Regions from separate parts of the Sus scrofa genome. Here region 1 is linked to region 2. The links are chromatin contacts, called in public Hi-C maps. All regions are on one chromosome and are shown on one strand. Each heading gives the region's core, a stretch centred on a gene start, on an enhancer-like site or on the middle of the called end of the contact. The rest is flanking DNA. Distances are from core to core; before and after follow the strand shown. Region 1 holds the start of ERC1 (ELKS/Rab6-interacting/CAST family member 1). Region 2 holds the start of B4GALNT3 (beta-1,4-N-acetylgalactosaminyltransferase 3).

Region 1 (7,004 bases), core at 953-3,452, 450 kb before region 2:
ATTGCATAAACCTTGGGAAAGTCAATGCTTAAATTCCATTTCATGACGCTTTCTCTTCCTTCATAAATTAATTATTGAAAGTCATGCCTACTTCCATCCATTACATAAATGTCCATTACCAGACCTGTTTTTGTTTTTGTTTTTTGCTTTTTAGGGCCGCACCTGCAGCATATGGAAGTTACTAGACTAGGAATCGAATCAGAGCTACAGCTGTTGGCCTACACCACATCTACTGCAACACCAGATCCAAGCGGCGTCTACAACCTACACCACAGTTCACGGCAATGCTAGATCCTTAACCCACTGAGCATCGAGGACATGGATGGAACCCGCAACCTCAGGGTTTCTAGTCGGATTCGTTTCCACTGCGCCATAATGGGAACTCCTGCGGACCTGTTTTCTAAGCAAGTAATAAATTAACCAATAGATATAGATAAGGCCCATGTAATCAATGAGGGAGCAGAAATTCAGAAAAAAAAGATTGATTTAATGTGCTAAGTTGTGAAACAGTGATGTGAAGCATGATGAACAGTGTTTTCTCTTAATAACACCTATTCAGTGACACATGCCCTCAAAATGTAATTAAAGAGCAATTTAAAACCATCTGACTCCAAGAACATTTCTTAGAAACAGGAAACTACCCAAAAAAATTATTCTACTTCACTTTTTTAAAAAAATCATATTGGGGTATAGCTTATTTACAGCCCCATCACATTTTTTTTTTTTTTGGCCGTCCCCCGGGGGGAGAGGGGGTGTATATGGAGTTCCCATGCCAGGGATCAGATCTGAGCCACAGTTCTGACCTAAGCTGCAGCTGCCACAACACCGGATCCTTAGCCCACTGTGACAGGCAGGGGATGGCACCTGTATCCCAGGGATCCCAAGACACTGCGGATACTGTTGCACCACAGTGGGAATGCCACATCCCCGTCACTTTTAAAGTGTCTAATAAAGACATATGCAACTGAGAAATAAAAATCATTTCTAATAATTAAGTGTTAAACACAAAATACCTAAATGTCAAGGTCTACTAAGAAATGAGTTGTAAAAGAAAACTGGGCTTTAAAACATTTAAACATTTTTCATATAACCAGCGCCAACAGAACTGTTCAAACTGTTCATTTCATCCATCCAAAGTAGTCAACAACAACCACCTGCAAACTACTCCTCAGAAATGTGTCTTCCAAAGCAACCACCTGATCCTCAGGCCTTCTCTTACGGGGCTAGGATAAAGCTTAAAAATGAGATCATTTGGGCACAAAAAAAGAGTGGAAGATAACGCCTTTAAGGGACTAAGTGGAATGGGACCTATTCCCTACTGTTGCTGCCAGAATGAAGTTGTCCTAACCGAAGATCTCGCTTTTCCTGAAGGGTATAAAACTCCAAATTCAGCCACGCTTACAATTTATCCCCCCTGAGCGAAAGGCAGATAGAGTTTCTTCCCTCCTCGACCCCACCAGCCACGCCAGGAGCAAAAAAAAGAAAAAAGACCCCAAACCCTCAAGCAGAAACGTGAGACCCAGAGCAACATCTTCTCCAACTGCCTCAAAGGCAAGCAAGCATCCACTGCTCATCTCCCTTTTGGAATCCCACCATCTCCTACCTTAACATTTCACAGAAGGGAAAAACCCAGAATCCTCACCTCCTTCACCACTGTACATCGGTACCCAAAACCCACATCCACCCTGACCGCACCCCAGCTTCCTCGGGGCTCCCCGATGCCTGCATCTCCTCTGCCTCGCCCGCAACATCACGCCGCGGGCCAGCCACCCGCGCTCCCAGGCACCCGCAGCCCCCGCCGGTCCCCGCCGCCGCCACGGCGCCGCCGCCCCGAGACCGCCCGGGTGGGGCCCGCCGGTGGGCTGGGTGGGGCCGCCCTCACGACGCCCCATCCCCCCGGCAGGGCGCGGAGGGGGAGGGGTCCCCGCGCCTCACCTACGGCTCCGCCCTCCCCGGGGGCGCGCTGCCCTGCCCCGGCCAGGGCCGTGAGGAAGACCCGGCGGAGGAGAGCACGGGGGCCTAGCGCCAGCGACGGGCGGGAAGCTTCAGGCGCTGCCCGACTCCGAGCTGCCGCCACCGCCGCCGTCTCACCCTCCTCAGGGCTGCCGCTCCCGCTGCCGCCCGGGAGCCGCCGCCACTACCGCCGCCGCCACCGCCGCCACAGCTCGGCCTGGGCGCCCGACGTCATCGCGCCCCGCCCCCTGCGCGAGACTCCAGCCCCGCCCCTGGCTGACGTCACTAGAGCCCCGCCCCCGCTGGCCGCGCCCGCTGGCCTTCCCGCAGCCTCCTGGGAGAGAGATTCAGCAGCTCCCAGGCTTCGGGCGCCTTCCAGGGGCCGGCGGGCGGGCGGCTCCGCGCTCCGCGGCGCACACGCGCGCACTCGCCGCGCGGGCGGGTGGCGCCTGTCTCCTCCCGCTTGCCGTAGGATGCTGCGCCGTACAAGCTGTGGGCCCCCGCCTCGCGGGCGTGTCGCGGACATCCTGGCCGGACCGCTGGTAGGAGGCTCGGAGCGCCGTGTTGCTCGCTCTCTCGCCCGCCTCTGCTGAACTTCCGGGCCTGGGCCCTCCGGCTGCCCGCAAGCGGGCGCAAGTCCGGAGCTCGCCGAGACCCGCCGCCTTGGTCCACGCGGCAGCCGGCCGCGCGCGTCAGGCGCCCCAGTCCTCAGGTGCCGAAGCGCCGCTGGAACCGCGCTCTGTTAATGTAAGGATGTAGGTAAGCTGAGAGAGTGAGAGGGACGCTGATTAGGTTTATTTCGCGCCTGCGGGTGTGAGCGGTGGAGTCAGGCTCAGTCTCTACCACAGTTACCCAGTCTGCCCTGCCTCAGGACCTCACCGTCACTTTCCCTCCCCTCGGCGTTCTCACTCACCGCATCCACATCCCGCCCGGGCTCACTCGGGTTCCTGCGGTTCCCGGTCTGCTGGACAGTCGCCCCCTTCAGTACGTTCCACACGTGGCGGCCCACTATTAGGACACTAGGTCTTGCAGTTAAGCACCCTAAAATATTTCATTTTCTCGGGCATGTGACTACTCGCTTATGAAAAGCCAACCTTTTTTGACTGTTTTTCAAGATCTTCCTCATCTAACTGCTGATCTGCCGTCCTGCTCCCCCGATTTTTAACATGGTGAAGTAAAAGCAAAGCAAAGCGGACTCGTCGTATCTTTGCAGTTTCTATTCTTCCACTTTCTGCTTGTGTGACCACGGGAAAATCACATTATTTCTAGGTCCTACTTTTCTTAACTGTAAAGTGGGGTGTGAACTAGATAGCTCAGATCTGTCATATCCCTTTGTGGATCTGTAGGTGGTAAGATGCTAAGCATTAAGTTCTACACACACAGGAATACTGTCAGTATCACAGACTTGGAATTTTCTTTTTTTGCCATTCCACAGTTGTTTCTCCCCCAGGTACCTCTTTTTAAACCTACATTTAGGATTTTTTTTAATTAAAGCTGGCTGAGTACTAGCATTAATTGCCTCTTCTTCCTGAGACCCATTAAAATACTAATAAAGGAATGGGGGGAAAAAAAAGCATACAAAACAGAACCTGGGAAGGAAGCCACCAAAATATTTTTTTTGTAATTTTTCACACAGAAAGTGAGTGAAGACTGATTAAAACAAAAATGGAAGAATCCGTAATGTGAAATAGATGTAGGGGGATACTGCAACCGTGAAAGGAGACCTCCCTGCCAGAAGTGATATAGAAAAACAAATTTTGAGACAGTGACGGAGCAAGAGTGAGAAGCAGGGCTGAAAACAAGGAAACCAAAAATCTCTGAACAGCAGAACCCTCCCTTTACCTTTGATAAAATAGCTAAGCATTTATCCTAAGCTAGAAGTCAAGAGTATTCGTAATCTTTGGGGAGAGTGTTTAATGACTAAGAGCAAAGCATTCTTTATTCTGACACAATAGGCAGTTTCCTAAAAACTCACCCTAGAGTGAAACTGCAAGTTGACAAGACCCTCCCAAGTTCTAAAGATTTGTCATCAGCATCCAACTACCTCATCTTAATATGAACAGTCAACCAAAGACTGTTAGAAGTCTCCAGCTTGGGGCTGGGGGAAGGAAGGGGAAGGATAAACAGAAAATATGACTATAGAAGAAATGGAAACTTCAAAAAACTTTAAAAAACAACAACAGGGAGTTCCCGTCGTGGCTCAGCGGAAACAAATCAACTAGGAACCATGAGGTTGCGGGTTCCATCCTGGCCTCGATCAGTGGGTTGGGGATCTGGCATTGCTGTGACCTGTGGTGTAGGTCAGATCCTGCTTGGCTATGGCTGTGGCATAGGTCGTCAGCTACAGCTCCGATTCGACCCCTAACCTGGGAACCTCAATATGCCACAGGTGCAGCCTTAAAAAGACAGAAAGGCAAAAAATATGTATTTGGTCATTCAGATGAATAAAATATATCTCTCATATATATTTATTTGGTCTTCATCCAAGGCTCCTGACTCACAGTTCTCGAAACCCTTGGCATTTCCTAAGGGATAAGTGAATGGGAACTCCACTGCTGATTTGCTGCCATCCTGCTTCCCCCACTAAAACTGAATGTTTGGTCTCTACTCAGTTCCTGAAGTCACTTTGAAAACCATAGAGGTGAAATGGGTGTCTTGTTATTTATAACAAACCCCTTTCTACCACAACATAATTTATGTTAATGAGGTGATTTTAAGAAAGTCCTAAGAATTGGGGCTTGTCACCAAAGGACCCAAAGGTGAATAGAGGGTTAGAACTTTCAGCCCCACCCACTGACCTCCAGGGAGGGGAGGGTCTAGAGGTTGAATCAATTGCCAATAGCCAATGATTTGATCAGTCATGCCTATGTCGTGAAGCCTCCACAAAACTCAAAAGGGCAGGGTTCAGAGAGCTTCAGGTTGGTGAACACCTGGAGAAGTGGGAAGAGTGACACACCAGGAGGGCATGGAAGCTCTGCACCCTTTCCCCACACCTTGCCCTATGCATCTCTTCTAGCTGGCTGTTCCTTATATAAAATCCATCTATAATAAACTAGTAATCCATTATGTAAAAATGTTTCTCAGTTCTGTGAGCCCTCTGATAATCAAACCCAAAGAGGGGGTCATGAGAACCTCTGACTTACAGCCAGTCAGTCAGAAGTACAGGTAACAACCTGTACTTGAAATTGGCATCCTGTGTTGGGGGAGATTGTTGAAACCTCCAATTTGTAGCCAGTTGGTCAGACGCACAGGTAACAACTTGGCTTGCAGCTGGCATCTAGAGATGGGGAGAGGAGCATAGCAGTCTTATGGGACTGAGCACTTAACCTATAGAACCTGCCGCAGTCTCTGGGTAGATAGTGTCAAGACTGAGTTGAGTTGGGAGTTCCCTTGTGATGCCAGACAGGATCCTGGTCACTGCTGTGGCATGGGTTTGATCCCTGTCCTGGAAACTTCCACATGCTGCAGGCATGGCCCCCCAAAAATTGAGTTGGTATCTGCAGACTTGCTCCTTGGTGGTATGGGGAAACCACCCCCAGTCCTCACATTTTGGAATTAGATGCAGAACCCAATTACTATTTATATTTCAAAAAAAGAAAGAAAAAGTATATTCTGGAGAACACATCAAGGGTGTAGCTGGACAATCATTTGATAAAGAGGTCATGGTTGCAGAGTTCCCATCATGATTCAGCAGAAACAAATCTGGCTAGTATCCGTGAGTACAGAATTCGTTCCCTATCCTTGCTCAGTGGGTTAAGGTTCCAGTGTTGCTGCATGCTGTGGTATAAGTCACAGACATGGCTCGGATCTGTTGTGGCTGTGGCATAGGCCGGCAGCTACAGCTCCAATATGACCCCTAGCCTGGGAACCTCCAGGTGCCGCGGGTGCAGCCCTAAAAAGCAAAAGAGATCATGGGTGCAATTCATGGATTTAGTCAGTCACCTCAGAAGTAGTCAGGAATACAAAGAGGATTATCCCAGCAGAAACATTGCCAGTGTGTGCCAATTTGGACTAAGTGGCATAGAGACAACAAAATCGAGGGATACTGTCAGATTTCAGGGATTCTATGGACAGGACAGTAGAGCTACCTGGCCACCAGTTCATATTGTCCTTCAAGAAAAGGGGGAATTGACACCAAAAGCAATTCAGAGATCAATAGGGCTGCTAGCCTGCTACCAACCAGTGCCTCAGGAACTAAGCTGCAGCCCAGGGCTGAGGGGGTGGAGCCACCACCCAGGACAAAGGAGATGAGTGCCACCCCAGTGGGCCTGGAGGGCAAAGAATTGAGCCCAAAAGGATTACTCTGGAGCCTTAAAATCTAATGAAATTTGCCTTGCTGCGTTTTGGACTTGCTTTGGACCCATTCCCCTTTCTTTGATTTCTCACTTTGAGAATGGAAAAAGTCTATATTTGCCTGTCTCACCGTTGTATTTTGGAAGCAAATAATTTGTCTATCACAGGCTCACAGCTGGAGAGAATTTTGTCTTTGACTCATGTCAGAAGTCTAAACCACACCTGAGGATATTCAGATGAGACTTTGCACTTAGAATCAATGCTAGAATGAGTTAAGTTTGGGATGGGGTGAATGTGTTTTGCATGTGAGAAGGACATGAATTTGGGTATTTAGAGGGCAGAGTGTTTTGAACTGAACTGTGTTCTCCCAAAATTTTATGTGGAAGCCCTAACCCACAGTGTGACTATATTTGGAGACAGGGTTTTTAAAAGAGGCAATTAAGATTAAATGAGATCATGTACAGTCTGTGGTATTTTGTTATGGCAGCCCTAGTTGACTAACTCAGGCACCACCAGAAAAGTGAAAAGACACCACACAGAATGGAAAAAAATTTTGCAAACCACATATCTGATATTAAATCCAGAATGTATAAATAACTCTTAAAAACCCAACAGTAAAAAGACAACCCAGGGAGTTCCCGTCATGGCACAGTGGTTAACGAATCCGACTAGGAACCATGAGGTTGCGGGTTCGGTCCCTGCCCTTGCTCAGTGGGTTAACGATCTGGCGTTGCCGTGAGCTGTGGTGTAGGTTGCAG
Region 2 (6,689 bases), core at 860-3,359:
CCCACCACACAGGGACAGGCAAATGAAGGGTTCTTGGTAACAGAGGCTGGCTCTGAGATGACAGGAAGGCTGGTGGTGGAGTGAGTTGGCCGGGGCTGCCAGAGAGAGGCAGGGTGGCTTGTTGGGAAACAGAGCCAAGTCAGGGTTCTGGTTGCTGCTGTAAGCTGGGCTGTAGAAGAAGGAAGGCTCCCTGTCCCCCACCCCCAACTCCTCACATCCTAATTCCTCCTCCCATGCTTGCCCTCCAGAGGAACAGCCCAGCTGGGAGTAAAACCTATGAGACAAGAGAAGACATTGATACACCTTGTCTGAACTTCTTAAAAACAAAGGATGGGAGACCAGAGCCATTGTCCAAATCTTATTCCAAAAAGAAATCAAGGGAAGAGTGGAACACAATGGGTCAGCCCAGCATGAAAAGCCACCCTGACAGCAGGTGGGCTTCAGGGATCTAGGAGGATGCAAAGAGGATAAGAGTGGTCCATTGTGCCCAGGTATGGGCCCCGGTTAAAAATGATAGTTAGGGAAATAGAAAGCCAATTTTGGAATAAGAAGATGGGAACATTCTTCTGGAGAAGGGTCAGCTTGGAAAAGGAAACAAAGAATAAGAAAACCCAGTCAGTGAGTTAAAACTCATCTAGAGGGAAAACAAACAGACCCAGGAATTGATGGCTGAGGAGGAGGCAGAGGCTGGGAGCCAGAGTGAGAGATGATGCCTGGGCAAAGCCTTCCTCCTGGGCTGAGCTCCCTGACCCAGGAAACGCAGAGGCAGGGAGATCACACAACCTTACTGTCCACATTGAAAGGGACCTTGGAAATGATTTAGTCCAGCTTTCTTCTACCTAAGAAGCCGCCATCTTCCCCCGGACTCCTCAACCAGGTAGTTGGTGGCAGAACCAGGAATGGAATCTCAGACTCCAATGCTCAGCCAGAGTTACTGCAACTGCCACAGAGTGAGAGTTTCTGCCATAAATATCTATCTCTACCCTGAACCAGCTCAATTACCCACCCTAGTAATTCCCTGTCTTTGGCCACAAGAGGAGGCAAAGCACCACACCCAGCCCTGGGCAGAGCAGCTGACACAAGAACTTAGAGCATCTTCTCAGCAGAGTTTCATCAGTCCTTCCTCTGGGTTCCTGAAAGGGAGAATGTTTATAATTCCAGACAATGTCCTGGAATTATAAACCTCCACCCCTCAGCCTTGGGAAAGGCACCTGGTAGTTCTAGGAGTGTCTCCTTCTTCCAACTCTTCCAGCGACCTTTCACACAGTCCCTGACGCGTTGGGAGTTTTACTTTACTCCATCAGTAGTAAACTGAAAATGCTTTCAGACAGCCAAGCCCGTCAGAGGGCAAAAAAAAGACCACCCCTCTCCCGTTTTCCTAGGAGGAACCCAAGGCACAGAAAAATCAAGCGGCCCTGGCTCAGTGAAAAAGAGAAGCAGGAATAGACCCACTGTTTGGTCCGCTGAACTGGCCGCTGCTCCCTGAACAGGCTCTGGGGGTTCAGCCCACTCCGCAGGGTGCCCCACGGAGGCTGCACACAACACGCTGAGAGATGGCCAGGACCAGGAGAGGGGACCGCTGTGGTGGTGGTGGGGGGGGGACTCAGAGGAAGAGGAAGGGGCTGGGAGGGGAGTGGCGTGTGGGAAGAGGGGGAGGCGAGTGACTCCCGGAGGACCGGTTAAAATAAAGGACCCGGCCGGCGTCCCGCAGCCCTCAGCCCGGCGCCGGCCCCGCGGCTCCCCGGCCTTGCTCCCGCCGGGCGCCCGGCACCTGGAGACCCGGTCTCAGTTGGGGGGGCGGGTCCCCCAGACGCGGGAGCCGCCGGCCCTGCCTAACCCTCCTCGGCGCCCGCGCTACTTACTCCGGTTCAAGGGGTTCCCGCCGACCTGGGCCGACGCCGCCAGTTCCAGATAAAGAGTCCAGAGCCCCACGGACACCAGGGCGAGAGCAGCAGCAGCCGGAAGCGCCTTCGCAGCAGCTTGACCGGGCGCTGGAGCAACAGGAGCCGCGAGGCCCGGGGGCCCCCCATGGCGCCGCGCCCCCCAGCCCCGGCCAGATCTTAGCGCCGCGCCCTGGCCGCCTCCCCCGGCCGCTCCGCCGCGGGGAGCCGGCTCATGCTCCGCGCAGGCCCCCGGCTCCCGCGCCGGCCCGGGGCTCTCGGCGCAGCCTGGTTCCTCCCGTGGGCCCTCCGGTCTCCCGCCCACGCCGGGGTAAGGGCTAGCTGCCTGCTGCCCAGCCGCTCCTCGCTCCCTGCTCGCTCCCGCGTCTGCCCACGAGGAGGCTCCCCAGGTGCGCCCGCCCCTCCTCGTGCCCCCCTCCCGCGGCTCCGGCCGCTGCCCACCTGCCCCGCCCCCAGCCTGGCCCCGCCTCCGAACACAGGTGGGTCCCGCCCCTGAGCCGCGCCAGGAAGGGAACTGCGAGCCCTGGTCTCTCTGGTCGCCCGCGCCTCGGCCCACTAAGGGTGCGCAGGGCGCGCGGGGGCGAGTTGTGATCTGGCCTCCGCGTCTGAGGGAGATTGGGCAGAGTTACTCCCCTGGCCGAAGTGAAGTCCAAGCTGGGTAGACGTCCGGGGCGGGGGTGGGGGGGGTGGGGGGGGGTGGGGGGAGTGTTGGGGAGGCTGGGGGCCTTTCGTGGCCTGCAATGACCCGACTCCCTGCTTTAGGTAATGAGAGTTCGGAAGCCATGAACACTTAATTCAGTTAGTCCCCTCTTCCAAGTCGGATCTCAGGACCCTTCCTCTCCAGCCTTAGCACATCTCCAAGAGGCACTGGGAGAGTTATAATGGCACTCCAGCGTGAACCCCAAGTAGTTTTTCCCAGACTAGCATAACAGAGCTTTGGGGGGGAGAGTAGATGTTAAAGAGTTCTGAGGAAGAATTACAAGTAAAAAACAAAAACAGGAGTTCCACTTGTGGCTCAGCAGGTTAAGAACCTGACTCGTATTCATGAGGACCGGGTTTCCCTACCAGGCCTCGCTCAGTGAGGTAAGGATCCTGCAGTTGCCTTGAGCTGCGGGGAAGGTCGAAGATGCAGCTCAGGTCCTGAGTTGCTGTGGCTTTGGCATAGGATGGCATCTGCAGCTCCGTTTGTACCCTTAGCCTGGGAACTTCCATAGTGGGTGTGACCCTAAAAAGCAAAAAATAATAATAAAAGAAAAAAAAAGAAAAACAAAAATAGAAACCAAAAAAAAAAACCCCAAAAAACCCCAAAAAAACCCAAAACATAGAAACTCACTCCTGAGGTTAAAAAGTTCATCAAGATATTGTGAATTCCAGTCCTCTGCCTTCAGGCAGGTAAAACATTACTATCTGATTTAAATGAGATAATTAAAGTTCAGAGGAGCACAGCGGACTGCCTGAGGTCATTCAACAGTGAACAGTACAGTTTCCTTTTTCAATTTTTCTCCCGGAGAGAATGGCCAAGAGATCATGAGGAAAGCTGAGGATCAGAAGCATTCCCAGGGAGTTCCCTGGTGGCTCAGCAGGTTAAAGATCCAGTATTGTCACTGCTGTGGATTGGATTGCTGCTGTGACATGGGTTATATCCCTGGGCCAGGAACTTCCACATGCCAGGGGTACAGCCAAAAACAAACAAACAAGCATTCCCGGATATTTTAAAGCAAATGCACAACATGCAAAGAATGTTCAGTGACAGAAATTCACAGAATTCAATGCTGTTTCCCCCTCTCTCTGCTACCACTTTTGCTGGATGTTCAGCTGTCCTATAGTCTCTACTGGATTATGTAACTTTTCCTAGCTTTGCCACTCCCCCCCCAACTCCAGGCTCCCCACCTGCATTCCCCTACCATCCTCTCCATTACCACTAGGTTTTTACAATTTTTTTTTACACATCCATGCACCTCAAAATATTTAATGACTCCCTAGTGCTTACCATTAAAATGCAAAATGTTGGGTGTTCCATCGTGGCTCAGTGGGTTACAAAACAGACTAGTATCCTTAAGGATGTGGATTTGATCCCTGGCCTCACTCAGTGGGTTAGGGATCCCACATTGCCATGAGATGTGATGTAGGTGGCAGACGGCTCGGATCCCATGTTGCTGTGGCTGTGGTATAGGCTGGCAGCTATAGCTCCGATTCAAGCCCTAGCCTGGGAACCTCCATATGCCAAAGGTGGCTTCAGCCCTAAAAAGCTAACTAAATAAATAAATAAAATGCAGATGTCAATGTGGAATTCAAGATCTTCCAAAACCTCTTCCAACTTTGCGTGACCATGTGAAAGTTGCTTCAGCTAAAACGAATTCATTTACTGCCTCCAACACATTTTCCTTTTCATTTGGGTCAGGTCTGACCCCTTCTTCAAAGTCCATTTCAGGCCTATGAAGCTTTCTTGGACCAGCCCAGTCCTAAGCAGCCCCATCATCCTTGGAGCTTTCGCAGAACCGATGCTCTGATCTGTACCCACCCCCTGATAGGTACACACTCACTTTGAGTCTTGTTTCCTAACTTCTCCGTAAGGCTTCAAAGATGGGAACTGTCCATCCCCAGGACGCAGCACACCATCCATTTAGCAAGGGATACTCTGGACTAGAGTCAGCAGCCCCCAGAACTCTCAGTGTAGTTCTTTAGCAAAGGGTGAATTTGAAGGACAATTCTCTAATAATAGCCCCAAGGAAATGTCTCTGCGAAGGTCCAAACCACAGATGGGTGCACTTCCCACCTCTTCTTTCTCTCCAGAAGACCGGACAGGAGCGGCCAGAGTGCACACGCTTGGTTGAGGGAGGGGGCAGGGGACCAGGATCTCTCTCACTAGGGGCAAGCACACTGGATGTGAGGTTAAGCCACTATCGGTACTCTGACAGAGAGAGGTGGCAGCCCCACGAGTCTCTCCTCAAGGCTGGCCCTCCTGAAGAACTGCCATGCCTTCGATCAACCAAACCCTTGAAGTGTGTATTATGCGGGAACGAGAAGAGCTACAAAACAGGGAGTGTGCCATTTAGCTGAGAAAAGATATTACACTAAAATAGAAAGTTGACACTTTAAAAGTTGGGTTTCTGGTCCAAGGAGTGAATTCCAAGGAAATTCAGAAAAGGAAAGAGATCAGTCTGTACCTCTCAATCTTTCACCCTCCTCTCCTCACTCCTACTCTGTTCTTATACCTTGAACAGATGGTTTCTTTGCCGGTTTTATGGTGAGAGTGCAGGGCTGGGAAGGGGTACTGAGGCCAGGAACCCCCTGGGACACTCCCTCCCCCTTCCGTTCCCTTTCCTGCTGTGGCTGCCTCACACCAGACCCCGCTTTCAGACTCCCTATTCAAATCCCTTTTCAACTCCTAGTGACACCATAGCAGGTGAGGAGATAAACTTTGAGACCCAAATTCCTTTCTCCATTAATTGAGCTAGCTGTCATCCTCCCTCAGGTCCAGAGGTATTCATGATGACAAATTTTGGTGGCATAATATTGCCACCAAAGTCTGTCCATCATCACATCAGTTTAACTGATATTCACTGGTTCTTCTCATGCTTTTCTCCATCCTTTCACTCTCGCACTTCAGACCTGGCACTAGAATGGCCCAGGGTCACCTCACACAAATTGCACCAAGGAAAAAAATAAGTTTCAGTATGTCACCTGTGATACTGATGGGACAGTCTCTATCTTTGGCTTGGCAAGGATGTCAGCATCAAGACAAAGCACAAAGCTTCTTGCCCCAGATTACAGAGGCTTTGTAAGGGAAATCAACCTAAGCTTTCTAAAATGGGCCGAGGCTAGCCCAGGAAAACTCTGATTTGTTAAGAGGGAGGGGTGGCCAGTGACCTGTCACTGTATTAGCAGAACTCTTGTACCAGGAGCAACGCTTATCCTAGACTGTAGGGATGCCAGAATATACTAATTCCCTTAAACCTGGTGCTACTTCCCCTTTCCTAAAACCTGACATCTACTTTGTAACGTAGCACCCTTGAGCTTACAGCATGCGTATTTTATTTCTCACCGTACCGTGAGAATAGCAGGGGAGGTATTCTCCCTTTTACAGACAGGCTTCGCAAGCAAGCTCAGTTTCTTGAAGATGACCTGCACCAAGTTCACAGGACCGATGAGTGACGAAATCAGGACTAGAACCAGCTCTTGAGCCTCTGGCCCTCTTCCCCTTGCACCCAGAGAGGGCTCCTTCTTCTGCCCAACCATCCAGATTCCTTTACACCCAGAGAGACCCTCACTCTGTTACTTCAGGAGCTTCCCTGCTCTTCAAATGTGTTTCTTGGAGATACCTTCGTTGGGAATTCCAGTGATAAATCAATGAGGATCTCTGGGCCATCACTAATGTCTTAGACCAAGACGTAGAGGCCTAAGTTCCCCTGAGAGAATTCCTGAGAAAGAAATGAACAGTACTGAAGCTGTCCCCAAGGGCCACGACCAACTCATGCAAATCACCCACAACCCAAAGCTGTTGGTTTCTCTGATTCTGATTTGCAGGTAGGAAAGGATAAATAACTTACTCAAGGTGACATAGGTGCCCCTGAGATGGGACTCAAACTCAGGTTTTCTAACGTCAGACTTAGCGCTTTTCTCCCCCGCCCCTTCACACATGTTGCTACCCTGGAAGTTCCCCTGGAGAAATACACTCACCCTGGAAACTGTGAGCTCACTCTCAACACATCCGTAACTCACTGGCCACATGATCATTCTTCTCATCCTCTCCTCCCTGCCCTCATCAATGCTGCGTGGACAGCTCTT

The links. A called contact is a pair of places that touch in the nucleus more often than the background predicts.
Region 1: a contact with region 2 is called in a Hi-C map of epiblast stem cells, with 1.4 times the contacts expected there. The contact joins the promoter of ERC1 here to the promoter of B4GALNT3 in region 2. A contact is called at or near these places in 1 of 5 promoter capture datasets (fetal liver) and 1 of 47 Hi-C or Micro-C datasets (epiblast stem cells).

Annotation. Positions count from the first base shown.
Region 1 is chr5:68,218,920-68,225,923 of Sscrofa11.1, reverse strand. It overlaps ERC1 (ELKS/Rab6-interacting/CAST family member 1), which reads right to left and starts at 2,202. Exons shown (of 20, transcript XR_002344310.1): 1 at 1,936-2,202. It also overlaps a transcript of RAD52 not described here.
Region 2 is chr5:67,767,767-67,774,455 of Sscrofa11.1, reverse strand. B4GALNT3 (beta-1,4-N-acetylgalactosaminyltransferase 3) reads right to left here and starts at 2,109. Exons shown (of 22, transcript XM_021092495.1): 1 at 1,955-2,109; 2 at 1,863-1,952. The coding sequence starts at 2,030.